Linked DNA regions of Zea mays: region 1 is linked to region 2. The links are chromatin contacts, called in public Hi-C maps. All regions are on one chromosome and are shown on one strand. Each heading gives the region's core, a stretch centred on a gene start, on an enhancer-like site or on the middle of the called end of the contact. The rest is flanking DNA. Distances are from core to core; before and after follow the strand shown. Region 1 holds the start of LOC100383563 (Glycerophosphodiester phosphodiesterase GDPDL3). Region 2 has its middle 8.0 kb from the start of LOC103653686.

Evidence for each region. A called contact is a pair of places that touch in the nucleus more often than the background predicts.
Region 1: a Hi-C map of leaf shows a contact between it and region 2, with 9 times the contacts expected there. The contact joins the promoter of LOC100383563 here to the enhancer-like site in region 2. A contact is called at or near these places in 3 of 25 Hi-C or Micro-C datasets (ear and leaf).

The regions. Positions count from the first base shown.
Region 1 is chr4:132,789,606-132,793,779 of Zm-B73-REFERENCE-NAM-5.0, reverse strand. LOC100383563 (Glycerophosphodiester phosphodiesterase GDPDL3) reads right to left here and starts at 2,479. Exons shown (of 9, transcript NM_001176211.1): 1 at 2,235-2,479; 2 at 1,127-1,423; 3 at 857-969; 4 at 272-770; 5 at 2-40. The coding sequence starts at 2,361.
Region 2 is chr4:132,145,439-132,149,679 of Zm-B73-REFERENCE-NAM-5.0, reverse strand. No RefSeq gene overlaps it. Among protein-coding and RNA genes, the nearest start is that of LOC103653686, 8.0 kb to the right of the region's middle. Within about 2 kb of position 1,354, at least 12 of the 20 cell types and tissues checked have an H3K27ac peak or open chromatin away from gene starts, as enhancers often do. A contact at or near this core is called in ear and leaf, where this site is marked.

The DNA.
Region 1 (4,174 bases), core at 1,230-3,729, 640 kb before region 2:
CCATGATCAATCTTGCTGGTGTTCAGGTTACTAAAGCAACCTGCAGGAACAAAAGAAGAACAAATCAAGACCAAAGTGGCCATGGCCCATGCTAGATCTTTCAACTTGTTAGGGGGTTCGCACCAAAGTCAAAAAAACAAAACTGAATCATGATTCCACAACAACTATTCTGAATAAAAGATCACACTCGCCTAGTAGACACCTTGAGTGCATAAGATTCTTGAACAGATACTTATTAATTGCATCATGAAAAAAGGATAGGTGGACTCACCAACTGCCTCTGAAGGAGTAATCGGGAAATCAGTCAATACACCATCAACAGAGAAGGCACCGTTATCAATGAAGAAAAGATATTCCGCTAATGGATCAAAGCTGTAGTTATAGCTGATGGTTAAGTCATTTGCAAAATCAGCAGCATAGATTTCTAGTCCTGCTTTGTGAGCATCATCAACCACTGAAGTATAAGGCAGCAGGTAATTATCTGGTGTAACAGGCCAGATATAGCTTTTGGGAACAAGTATTCCAGAGGCAAAAGTCTTGACAAATGTCAGATTTTTCAGCATTGAGCCATATGTCTGGTTTGTTGATGGCTCAATAGAGCGTTCGTCGAGAAATCGGAACACAAGCTTTGTCTTCTTGCTAACTCTTCCAGATATACTGGTGAGGAAGTTCACTTCAGGCGATGAGATGTAATCGACAATGAATTGTTTCGATAAGGACAGGATATAGCTTCTCATGCTAAGCTTAAACTGGCTGTAGAAACTGTCGTGCTGCAGTTTGAAAAGAAAAGAAATGTTCTGGTGAGAGGCAAATCACCAAATTTGTAGTTCAAAGCTGGTTACAGTTTTATCCCTACCTGGACATTTAACCAAACAGCAGGTGCCTTATATAAGGTGAAAATATTTTCAACAGGATTTATTTGGAACAAACCATCATATGCAGGGGTACGAGATAGGACCGATTGCTTCACTGCAAATATGAAAATGGGTTAATGAAGCATGACATCTGCATTTACTAAGCGGTATGAGATTCAATGCAAAGACATCTGAACATAGTTCTTTCATCACAGTTCAAAAGATCAAAATGCTCAAGACGATAGGGAAGCACAATTTGTAACTGCACTTACAAGATACGTTTTGCAGCAGAACAGTGCTTGTATAGTCTACGGAGAACCAGCCCGCTGTAGATACACCATTAACCTTGTAGGTCTTCTTCCCTTGTGGGAAAACACTGGCTATTATTGTGCAGTTATCCATGTTTATGCTCGGTAGGCAGATACCAGCACCATCCTTCGTCAGCCGAACATCACACCACACGGTGGTGTCAGGGGAACTAGATATGCCAACAAACTGATAAGCATAGTCACTGGAATCGGGAAATAGTCCGGAGAACCCGCCCTTAGCAACGACTGCTGGAGCCTTGCCTGGAAATATGAGACGATTGGTACTGTTAGGGTCATGAAGATGGACAAAAGTACTGGAACAACCCTAAGTGCTACGGCAGAAACTACAAAACCAAAATTACCTTACCGGACGGACATAAAACTCGTAAGCACGCATGACCATCTGAAATTATCGTCTCTTATTACCGGGGTTAACTCAAAACACCGCCCGAATTAACATCCATCGAACTGATCCACTCCCATCCCGTTCTCAAAATAGCAATACGCCCATATGGGTCATACGCAGCCCATGAACAGTAGACACCAGCAGCTAATGGTTTACTGAGTGTTCCTCACCAAGAAAGTGATATTGCATAGGCTTGCACTTGGAGGCACGGTGATGTAAACAGGAAACGAACATGAAAGATGTTGCTATTCAATCCCAACCAAAATTGCCACTTAGCTAGAAAGGCTACCGTGCATTTTTTTTGCTGGAGATGCTAAAAGGTATCATGGCTGGCCCCAAACTTCCAATCAGAAATCTAGTCTCCCAAACAGTGCTAAAAACCAGCAAAGCTCTATTTTGCTGCAGAAGCCCTAAAAAACTATTTTGCTGCAGAAAAACAGAAACAGAGCGCCCCACCCAAAAAAAGAAATAAATGCGCAGCCAGTTCACACTCATCCTGAAGATCCAGGCCAAGCTGTAGAACAAAACAAAAATTGCAATTTACAGGCAAGAGGGCTGATCTTTAAGCGAAGAGTGGCAGCAAATCGACCAGATCAGACCACATACACAATTAGTGCGGGAACCTTGGAAGAAACGAAGTGAGAAGGCAGCGAATCCAAAGCTTACCGCTCAGGGTCTTCCAGGTAGAGCCATTCTGGGCGACGGCGGAGCCGACCGAGAGCAGCAGCAGGAGGAGCAGGTGAGTTGAACCAAGAAGGGAGCAGGCGCGGCTGCTCCTCCCCATTGCGGGCATCCGCCACCTACGCGACCACCGGCGGACGCAGCTCGAGGAACTGGGGCTCCAAGAACGACCCCTGGAAGGGGGAGCAGAGGAAGAGGTGGCCACGACGAGGAGACGAGACAGGGAGGAGGGGGGCAATGCGCATCCGGCGGCCGCGTTGGCGTTGGATTTTTAAGACCCAGCGAGAGAGAGACAAAAGCACCGGGTGGCGGGGCGATACTGCTGCTGCTGAGCTGTGTCTGTGTGTGATACAAGAGGAAGTGGCATCAGGGTCAGGGGAGGGGGAAGGTGGTCTGCGTGTGAGATGCCCCCGAATGGGTCTAGTTTCCAACCTTTGCAAAGGAAAGAGAAATGATTAGTTTCAACTATTCTCCTTTTCTTCGTTGAAAATGTACCTTCTCCATTCTTTTTTATTTACTTCGATTGACGTTTTCCCGATGACGTGGTGATGTGCGCGAGGTAAGAGGCCTGGTTGAAGGTAAGATGATGTTGAGATTAAGGATGCGTTTGATTTAGCTTTTTGAACTAGATTCATTTAAAAAATATATAGAATAAAACATCATAATATGTTTTCATTTAGTTCAGTTCAAAATAACGGTTCATCCTAGATTTTTAATATTTTTTGTCGTTCATATTACCAAACTATCAAGGTTTTACGGAATTTATAGTTGACAATAAAATCTATAGTTAACGGTTATCAATACTCTTACAGAATCTATACTTGACAATAGAACTTATAGTTGGCAGTTGTTTGAACCAAGCATATATTTTAGTTGTTCCACAAAATCATGGGCTTGTAGCAGCTTCCTCTCGACTCACATTTAGAATCATTTGACCCAACAAGGCTTTAAAATACAAGTGTTGCTTCACGTAGGACTCTAACTCATTATAGTCAGATATGGCTAGGGTCATCAAATGGCTCATAACTCATTATAGTCCAGAATAAAAGACAACAACAACCGTAGATTAAGGTTGGCCGTACCCAACCAATCCATACGGGTGGATCGCACTGCCCGTTGTACAGTAAATTGCTGAGATTAAAATACGATTTCAAGATGGATGTAGTAGAACTTTGTCTAGATCAAGACCGTGTTTTAAGCAAGGGGAAATACTTTTTACCGAATTTTTTTACGTTCGTGAAGAAATGAATGTGAGAGCAAGCAACGAGAATTTTTATATGGCTATTGTGGATGGTCGCCTGTGGCGGTGGTGTAGCCGTGTATGTGCCCGTAACATGTGCAGGGTCCCCAGCCTTGATTGGCTGCTCCGCATCTCTGTCACCTGGCGTGCTCGACCAAGTGGAGCCGCGCATCGTGTCCTTTCTCGGTCCGCGAATCCGCCATGCAATGCACCAAGGAATAGGATACGGTGGTGCTGGTGCGGATGCTGACTCGGCCGGCGATCGGCGTGCTTGCACCGGAGCCGGGGGAGCAGCCCCCCCTGCTGTTGTGTCCGCGACTCTCGCGCATCGGCGCAGCAGCTCATCGGTGCGTGACCACGGTTTTAACTAGTCTAATCACGGTGTCTAGATTAATCACTTCTCCGCGTGCTGTCTCGGAACCCGGTCGTCCTACAAGCAGTGGCTGCGTTGAGCGGCGCCGTCACGTTGCTCCGGCCGGCTGCATATTCTACCTGCTGGCCTGGGCGCTTGGCGTCCCCCGCGTAGAGAGGGCTAGGAGCCAGCCAGCGAAGCAGGTCGCCGGCCGGCCGCGTCACATCCGTGTGCGCCCCCACCCACGTCAGTACATGACAAACAAGGAGTGCGACAGTCGGAGTGCGTCCTAGTTCCGGGCCTTTCGGGTTAATTTTGCCACAGGCCTTCTGT
Region 2 (4,241 bases), core at 105-2,604:
ACTGCAATGGCAAAGAGTGTGGTCTTGAAGATGGGATCGATGTTGCAGCAGGAGAATCTAGCGAGAAGAAGGTCAGCTTGCAAGAGTTACTTCTGCTTCAAAGTGCTGAGCCAGGGCGGTCCTGAGGGCGGGCAACCGGAGCGATCGCACCGGCCCCAAAATTCCAGGGGCCCCAACCCAGATATACATACAGTGTATATACGTATTATGGTCAGGTCCAGGTAAAACTAATCCAATTAGGCCCATGTCGATTCAACTGTCTGGACACCACAGTGATTGGAATAAAAAAATCCTTAATCACCGCCGGCCGCCGCAAACGCACGCGAAAACCTTGCCCTTGCGCGATTGTGCCCTGCGCTTGCCGCCCTTGCCATCTGATCACCTCACATTGCAGGTAATTAACACATGTGTTACAACTACAAGTCTGAAGTCTACAAATACAACACTTGATTTTTAGTCTGACCAAATCATTTAATTCTTAAATTTCAGCAGTACCATGTCAACAAGAAAATATGTATCAGGTAGTGAAAAAAGAAAAAAGAAGCGAGTTGATGAATTGATAGAGTCGCAAAGAGGAAGCATACACTGATTTTTTTCTCAAAAAATGCACAGAGCACTTCGAGGAATCAAATTTGCAAAAATATTCTCTTCACATGATACTTCTGATGTTGAGGTAAATGACCTACTATCCGAGTTGAAGGTCTTGAAGCTAAGTTTACCTGAAAGACCAATGTCTTCTATGGAGATCTTTGAGTATGTTAGGCAAATGGATTCGTATCCAAATATTTCAATCGCTTACCGGATATTATTTACTGTGCATGTAACTGTTGCATCAGCTAAGAGAAGCTTTTCAAAGTTGAAATTGTTAAAGAACTATTTAAGGTCAACAATGTCTCAAGAACGGCTCAACGGATTGGCCACTTTATGTATTGAGAAGAAATTATTGGACAAGGTTGATATCAACATTATTATCAACGACTTCGCATAAGAAATGTTAGAAGAAAATTTTGAGGTAACATGTAAACATATTTGAATTTATTTTGATATATTTGAGTTTTTATCATATAAAAAATTTGTCGATGTACTTAGAAGAAAGTAAAAAAAATATAGATAAAGCTTTAAAAGCCTCATTTTTGGTTTCGCCCCGGGTCTCTAAAATCTCAGGACCGGCCCTGAGCCAGGCGATGCATATGAGAGGAAGAACCAAGAACCACATGGTCACACGGACCAGGAGCTCAGCATAGGAAGAAGCACGGACGATGAAAGCTCAAAACCAGCAGCAGCTCGCGTCGGCGATGTGGACACCTACGACCACGAACCGGACATCTCTGGACGCGGTATAATGCCAGGCCCAGTGTCGGTGTCTGGCCGCCATCCAGTGTGTTCTGGCAGCGTCTCTCTCCGGTCTGACAGCAGCGCCCGGTCCTTTGCGTTTCCAGTTAGGGTTGAAAACGGGCGGATACGGACGGATATTAGCTCATCCTGTATCCTACCCTAATATATTTAAAACGGATTCGGGATCGGATACGGATAGTTAGAAACGGGACGGATACGGATACAGGACCGGATATTTATCCGGGCGGATAAGTGACGGATACGGATATTATTTGATCGGATATCGGATACTTGTCGGATAATACATTAATTGGTTATAAAAAATATTCTTGTTCGACCACGAAATTGCAAGTAAATTAATAATTTAATAGAAGATAATCTCAAGTTTCCACATAAAAATGGTAAAGTGAAGTATTGATTATGTTGAAACTTGGATACTTAGAGTGATTTCACGTGTAACTCACGCAATAAGTGGAAATAAAATAGAAGAAACGTTGACATCCTGTGGATTTTATGGTCCCATTATTTTTTATGACTATATGTGGCCATATGTTGTACCTTCGTATAATTTCATAGATTCATGAGGCTATCTATACATTATTAATTTCTTTCTACATAAAATCATCAAAATATAATTAAAATTCATAAATACACTAGTTTTGATCCAAAATTGCAAAAAGCTTACCAAAACAAATAAACATTCCATTCAAATAAAACCTCAAGTCGCCGCGTGAAAATGATAAGTGAAATATTAATTATGTTGAAACTTTGATACATAAAATGATTTCACGTGTAACTCACGCAATAAATGGGAGCGGAATGGAAGAAACACCAACATCTTGTGGATTTTATAGTCCAAATATTTTTGAGAACTATATGTGGATATATGTTGTGTCCCCGTAAAAATTCATGAATTTTTTAGACTATTTGGTGTATTATTAATTTCTTGTTGTAGAAAATCATCAAAATATAATTAAATTCATAAAAATAGTGTAAGTCAAACGACTCTACGTACTCATCCCATCCATCTCTCAGGTGCCCTTGCTTGGATGGACATGGCATTATACCGGGCTTCTGAATGCGCAGGTTGCAGGGGGAATGGACGGGCAGCCCCGTGAGGATGGCCAAGGCAGAGCGGAGGCACAGCGGACGGCGCCGCCGCCGCCGTGCCTGGAGGAAAGGGATCGTCTGCTGTAAATTCTGATCGGAGAATGTGCTTGCCAAGTTTTCCATTTGTTTATTATAAAATAATACTAGTAGTATTGATCACCTAAACCCTAACCCCCCTGATCCCCAACCGTCCGTCCAGCCCACGGCAAATTGCCCCCGTACGTGTATGTACGGTGTACGTGTCCTCCCTACGAACGTACTGCCGCTGTCCCATTGCCATCGAGATGCCCCGTCTGCCAGAAATGGATCTTGTCTGGAAACAAACAACCGTAGAACCCAAAGAGATTTGTTGGAGTACGGGACAGACAGGAGCACCGTGCCACTGCTCCATCTGTCCCGAGAGGGAAAAAAATGCCACCACGCGATGTGCCAATTGCATTGCACTTGTGCACGGCCTCTCTTCTGTTGTCGTTATTAATCATCATCACTGTTGCATCATACGGTTACCGGCCGGTAGGCCCAAAGGCGTGTTTACTGCAGTCTGCACTGTGTCTGTGCAGGCAGCCACTTTACATTCTCGTACTCGTACGATCAAACCGTACGTGATGTCTGGTACCATATCCACCGGCGCAAATAAAACCGTCGGTGCAAATTGATTGTCCGTTTCCAACTGTGGTTGGTGTAAGGAACTGCTAGTGAAAACTAGATTTCTATTAACGGTTCACTTAAAATAACTACCACTGGAATACAAATATGTTTTCACTAGCGGTCTCTTACTCAAATGAGGTTGCTTTTGTTTTCATATTTAGTTCTCAACTTAGTTTATTCGAGATACATTTAGTTGTTTAATGAATGGTGCATGTGTTTATATGGAGAGAGGAAAATATGTTTGGTAATTAAGATTGTTTGTTTATTATTTGCTAAGAAAGGTCGGTTTATGTTTATCTTGTCAATTTTTGTTTATTTTCCTTAATTTTATCCATATTTTGGATCTATGGTTTCACCATGTGTTAGAGAGAAGAGTAGTTAGGTTATTGTCTCTATTTCCTCAAATGAGGTTGTTTAAGATGGTTAGATATTGGCCCTCCTATCTCCCTTTTCAAGTATAGTTCTCAATTTAGTTTATCCAAGATATATTTAGCTGTTTAATGAATAGTGCATGTGTTTGTATGGAGAGAGAGGAAGATAGGTTTGGTAATTAAGATTGTTTGTTTATTATTTACTAAGAAAGGTTGATTTATTTTTCTCTTACCAATTTTTGTTTATTCTTGCTCAAATTTAGCCACTTTTTAGATCTAGGGTTTCACCATGTGTGCTTATATGTGTTAAGTTACTTTTTTATATGTAATGATGGAGAGGTCATTCTGGATCTATAACTTATCAAGTCTAGATTCACCATACATATACGAGGTGCATAGGTTTATTGATGTCACTGCGAACCATGCTTGGACAACAAATACAAAGCACATATATTGTCCATGCATGGACTACAAAAATGTTGTATTTGATAACACAAAATATTTCTTATCTGGCCTGTCGAGGATATATGAAGGATTACATGATTTGGACAAAGCATGGAGAGGGTAGCACTCCGCCTTATACAACTAGAAACCATGCGAACATTGACGGCATATTTCATTTCGTACATGACAAACAACCTCTTCCCTAGAGCAAACATGTAGTGCCAAATGTTACTAATCATGGTTTCTCTAGAGGAAATGAACGCGATAGAACTCATGTTCTGTCAAATGTTACGGATGAGGAAGATACAAAATTCTTAGAGGCAATATTGTGTC